Linked DNA regions of Gadus morhua: region 2 is linked to region 1. Evidence: chromatin contacts called from public Hi-C data. All regions are on one chromosome and are shown on one strand. Each heading gives the region's core, a stretch centred on a gene start, on an enhancer-like site or on the middle of the called end of the contact. The rest is flanking DNA. Distances are from core to core; before and after follow the strand shown. Region 1 holds the start of ccm2 (CCM2 scaffold protein). Region 2 holds the start of sptlc2b (serine palmitoyltransferase, long chain base subunit 2b).

What was found. Hi-C and Micro-C count contacts between places; a contact is called where the count stands out from the background.
Region 2: a Hi-C map of heart shows a contact between it and region 1, with 2.4 times the contacts expected there. The contact joins the promoter of sptlc2b here to the promoter of ccm2 in region 1. A contact is called at or near these places in 2 of 6 Hi-C or Micro-C datasets (gill and heart).

The regions. Positions count from the first base shown.
Region 1 is chr21:9,808,039-9,810,930 of gadMor3.0, reverse strand. ccm2 (CCM2 scaffold protein) reads right to left here and starts at 1,367. Exons shown (of 10, transcript XM_030345514.1): 1 at 959-1,367. The coding sequence starts at 988.
Region 2 is chr21:9,936,306-9,939,197 of gadMor3.0, reverse strand. It overlaps sptlc2b (serine palmitoyltransferase, long chain base subunit 2b), which reads left to right and starts at 1,427. Exons shown (of 12, transcript XM_030344729.1): 1 at 1,427-1,707. The coding sequence starts at 1,489.

The sequences.
Region 1 (2,892 bases), core at 118-2,617:
AATGGCTATGAATTATAACAAACGTTACAAATAGGTTATAAAATAGGTGTCTACATTGGCTACGATCCAATGGCGCCCCAAAGTGGTAGAGAGCAATATTGCATGAAATGCTAACAACATAAATTGATATCTCATAGTAGCCTGTTGAGATCTATTGATTACTGTCATGAAACCCTCCACAAGGCTCTGCAGAGCACATTTGGCCAACCAGGTAACGCTTCATATGAACCAAGCATGATGCTATATTTTATCTTGAGGTGCGCTTCCAAGTAATTTGAATGACGAGTTAAGAATTTCTCCATCATCCACAAACCATAAAACTACAGGATAACGTCAGGAAACGTCAGGATATCCCGACTACAATGTTGACAAGCAGATCTTGCAGCAGATATATGATCTGTAATGGAACAATGGTTTGTATTGTATTGTGATAATGCATGGTGTGCTTTCATAAAATGTTGACATACTCATTAACACTTATTAAATTAAGCTATGGAGTCCAGAATGAAAGCGGAGATAGAAAACAGAGATGATGTGTGTTTGCTTTATGTTTCACGATAGACACTGCAAGTTTTAATAAATAATGTATATGTTATAGATTACAGTAGTTTACAAAGTGAACACATAAAGTAAATTACTTATATACCTTTGACGTGTATATTTGTAAATCTGAATTAAGTTAGGATTAACTCCAAGCGCATTAATGTGTCCATTTTATAATCGATTTAGGGGGCGTAAACTGCCAAATATTTGAGATCTAATAACCTGAGCTGTACAAATCATAAACAAGTTGCTACTTTCAGAAAGTAGCCTATACACCACGAGCTGAACTGTGTTTGAAGCAGCGGAGACATATATTATCGTATACACAGGTAGTACACTGTAATAATACAGCAAGTACTGAATCCTGTTAGCAAGCTAGGAAGTCAAATAATTCATAAGGTAATCCCCTACTTACCTTTTTAACTTTTTTTACATCCTCTTCCATATCTACTACGGCAACGTTGTCCTCGTCATATTCACATCAACATAAGGAGATCTTTCGAGAGCACACATTACTGATTGTCATCCTCTGACAACTTTATGGAAAAGGGCTTGGTTAGCCTGCTGGCTAGCCTAGCATAGCTCCTGGGATGGGTTGGCTTACACGCAGGGAATTTAAGATGGAATTTGACATCGTTATTAAACAAGACACACACTTTGGTATTTAAGGAGTGGGCACACTGTGTTCAGACGGAGTATCAATATCAGCAAAACGAACTGGTGGAGAAGAATAAATAACTCGGGCGTAACATTTTTAACTTTTTAACACTATCGCCATTTTGGGCGTTGAACTACAGTGTGACCCAGCATGCTTTGCGCGTCTATTTTGGCAGGGGACACGCAAATCAACAAGTGATGAGCACTCTCGTCGCCTATTATTATCTTATCCATGGGTCCGTGTGCCATGACGTGTGTAAGAGCATCGTACTGGTATACTTCCATCTGCCCAATATTAACCTTATGCTTGTATATAGGCCTACTGCAGTTCGATTGATAGTGTAGGGTAAAAATGAAATAATAAGGTTGATACATTTTCCAGGTTAATATCCATATACACCCCTTCGTTATACCTATGAAGAGGCACACATGGGGGACATTTTAATTCATACATTGGTCTTTTTCTTATACTTTCGTTTGTAGACATATATCATCCATCCATTCTTTCATCCATCTGCCATTCATTTCTTGCATCAATTTATTCATTTGTATAACTAATGATAATCCTAGTTTGGAAATTGATGTAGGCTAACACCATAGCAGGGAGATTGGAGAGATAATCATTTATTAATTGGGTTGATATGATATTATATATTTTTGCCCAGAAATAATCTGAAATAAATACAATACTGGTACACATTGCACTTTCAAAGACTATATTTATTTTGTTCTCTTCTGTTTGAACAGTCTGATATAATAATCTACAGTAAGGCTTAACATTACATTTTTCGCTTAATATTTCTGTTTTCATCTAAAAACCAAAACATACAAAATAACTTTAGCACCATGTTATCAATAATATTCATATTGTTCCCAGAAATAGGGGTTAAGTACAATACTGGACATCAGTTTTGCTCTTTTTTTTTTCTTCGAAGAATGCTAGTTCCGTGGAACAATTTGCTTACATTTTATATTTAACAACAACAAAGAAATAATTCTTTATTTTATGTTCTCAATCACAACATGGTTGTATAGAGTACATTTTTATTGATATGCTACAGATTGTAGCAAATTGTTTGCGTACTGCAATTTGCCAACTGAGTAGCCCAGATAAATCATATAGTCTAGGGAGTATTAGATTTGTAAAATACACCAACAAGCTAACACAATCTAGAAATTGATTGAATATTTAACAAAGCAATATTTCCCAACACCTTTTTGCTCGAACAATTTCAAAAACCAGCAGCAATTAATATAACAACCGTACTCGCTTCATTGGAATATCAAATGCATTTTAACAAAATATTACAGCCAATTCCACAGTAACAACAAAAATAGATACACACAAGTTAAAGACATAGAGAGATGACAGGAATTTACAACACAGCAATTACGTCCTATGCTCGTTCTCAATAATAATTCCGTTCTCAGAAGCACTTTTGTGCTTCTGAGAGTTTTTGCCAAAATAATGCTTCTTTGACGCGTTACGTTTCACCCCCTCCGAAAAAAGAAGTCCTAGTGCAGATTGAATCAAAGTAAAACTAAAACAAAAGAATAATAAAAAAAGAGAAAAAATAAAAGATCATGATTAACATCACATGAAAGATACACATCTGTTGCGTGTCCATTGTGTATGTGTATGTGTGTGTGTGAGTTTGTGTTTGGTTGAAAAAAAAAAAGCGGCACCATTGA
Region 2 (2,892 bases), core at 178-2,677, 130 kb before region 1:
TATACAATGCACAATTTAACAGTTTTAATCGAATGCATTTTTAGAGCCACTTAATGTACTATTAGATGTTGGATTTGGCGTAGGCCTACATCTTTGTGTGAAATTAATTAATTATTTTTCAATATTCTTTTATTTTTTTGTACTGTAATGTTCTTTTTTTTAATTACTTACATTTTTGACAATTTTGACAGACCTGTCGACAGACCTGTTGATACATTCAGTAATATGAATATGAATATGAATCTGAATTACGTTTTTTTTCTTTATTACTGTCTCCATCTTAACCAATAATGTCCCAAAGCAGCTTATACCTTGTCCCAATGTCAACGAGAGGCACTGTCTGTTCGTTAGCCTGTATTTAGATCATATTAGGATTGGATATTCTCCTTTTCCACTCTCACAACAGTTGCAAGCTGATTGTAGCCTACTTGAGCAAGATCTTCCTTCTTCCATCATCTTTATCAAAGTGGTCAATTTAATTATACAGAAAAAATGTTCACATAAAACATACTATCTTGACAAATGAAATTACAATTTAAGAACATTAATGTAACATGATTTTAAGTCTAATGGTCTGATATAAAGTGTTTTTTTGAAATACGTGGCTCAACAGGGACGCCTAGCAGGTTGACACGAAAAGTGCATCCCAGGCAAATAAGTAATTCCTCAGTGAAATGTTGCCCAAATGTCAGCACATTTGAATGCAGGATAATAAAACCAGCCCAGTTTGTTTTACATGGTTGCAATGCACATTTAGATATGATACAGTACAATGCGTAAGTAACATTTCAAATCGAATGCAGGTCATACATAACGTTTCGGATGTAGGACTATTCTGCTACATGTAAAATAAAGATATGTCATTATCTCTTGATAAGAAAATAATGACGTCAAGATACGCAACCACGGTGCGGTTTCTAACATAAACAATGACACGAAGTAACTACCTCACTCACTAAATTTACAAACTAACAACTCTGTTAAAATACAAATTCAACGAAATCCGCAATCAAGACTATGGGAACCAAAGCTGTGATCATTTGTTTTTCATAAAATATTTTCATTACAAGGAAGCGTGTGTGACGACTCGTGTCTGAGGCTGACATAATAAGGTAATAAACAGGTGATGCCAAGGTAACCGGCTACCCAAACAACGTACAATGTAATCTGACAGAGGGCTGAACACTTCCATTGGCCCAACACCATTCAGGTGAGATATGTCTTTGAAAAAAAAAAAAAAGCGGCAAGGCCTACGTATCAATGCTTGACTCTCCCTATTTCCCATGATGAGGTTATTATAGGACATTTCCATAAGGTGGACCCGGTGCTTTTAGGACCATCCCCCCCATATAGAAGAGTGGGTGACGTCTGCCGCGGCGTCATTGGCCGATGTACAGCGGTAGGGGCGGGTGTTTCCGGCAATCTCGTGTTGCATAGTGCAGAGTGGGCGTCTTGTCGTCTCTTCTCCCCCCTCCCCTCGGCACATACATGACTTCACGGCCACACACGAGTGAAGATACCTCAGTTTTCCAGTTGCCGGGCGCCTTCTGCTACCGCCTGAACATGACAGAAAGTTCCAGCAATAAGCTGCTGAATGGAGACGCCTGCCAACGGAGCTCAAAGGACAAGAAATCGGGTAAAAATGGCTTCGTGAAGAACCACTGCCTGTTTCAGCAGCCGCAAAAGTACCGCCGCCCGAGGGAAAAGGTGAGGCCCAGCCATCCTCTGTTGGATATTAAACCGCTAACTAGGGAGGAACAAAGTGTTTTCATCCTCATTTTGTCTGTAGAGATCGATACGTTCACGTCGTTGCCTGCTTGTTTTGACGGTCTGTGGATCGGTGTTAACGGTGTGAATATCGCTATGCCCTGGGGCTCTGAGTCTTCATACATAACAACAGTTACGTTGGGTCGGGGTAGTTAAAACTTATCACAAACTACTGCAAATGAAAGATAAATCTATATTTTTTTGTACTTATTTTAGTGTTTTTTGTCATGATCATTGGCTATTCGCTTACATTACTGCCCATACAATTATGGCAGGATTAATTTAAACATATGTAACGGGATAGAGTTCAATCATTCCTCAGTCTGTCAACTTGGAAGCTGACGAGAAGCGTATTTATTTGTTTCCCAGTCCCGTCGTTTCGGTTTCTTAGCTACAGACTACCCAAACTACAGGTGCATAGTTGGTCATTCAGTGTGATTGCAGTGTTGAGGTCTTTGTAACCTTACCCCTTGTTAGTGTGTGTGTGTGTGTGTGTGTGTGTGTGTGTGTGTGTGTGTGTGTGTGTGTGTGTGTGTGTGTGTGTGTGTGTGTGTGTGTGTGTGTGACTGCGGAGAGTGTCTCTGTTTACATTGGCACCAGTATGAAGAATACTAGTACCCCGTTGTACAATGTAACTGGAGGAGGCGTCTCTGTCGCCTGGGAGAAGGGGAGGGGGGTTGTTCCCACTTTATTCTCTGGGGAAGAATGTCTTCAGTCTGAGCTGGGTGTGGCCCCCACGGTGAACGGGAATATATGGCAACAGAGTTGGGTTTTGGGTTGGTGTGTGGGGTTGACCCATTCATGCTGCCTTGCATGCTTTTTCCTATGATTGTAGGCCTAGATCTACTGGAACTGTCAACTTGGAAAAAGGAATGTTTGTGATCATATTGTGATACCATGATGCTGCGTTTAGCAAAGAGTTTCTGTCAAAAGTGATACAAGTTGATCCTAACTTACAAAATTCTGAAATCCGATTGCCTCACAAGAATGTTGAATGTTGTGTGTCATATCAGAACCACTCTTGCGCATTAAGATGATGTTGTCAAATTCACGATTTGGCAGATTCCATTCTAGATTCCAGTTTGTCAATGTCGGGAAGCTGGGTTTCTGTTGAACTTGATAAAT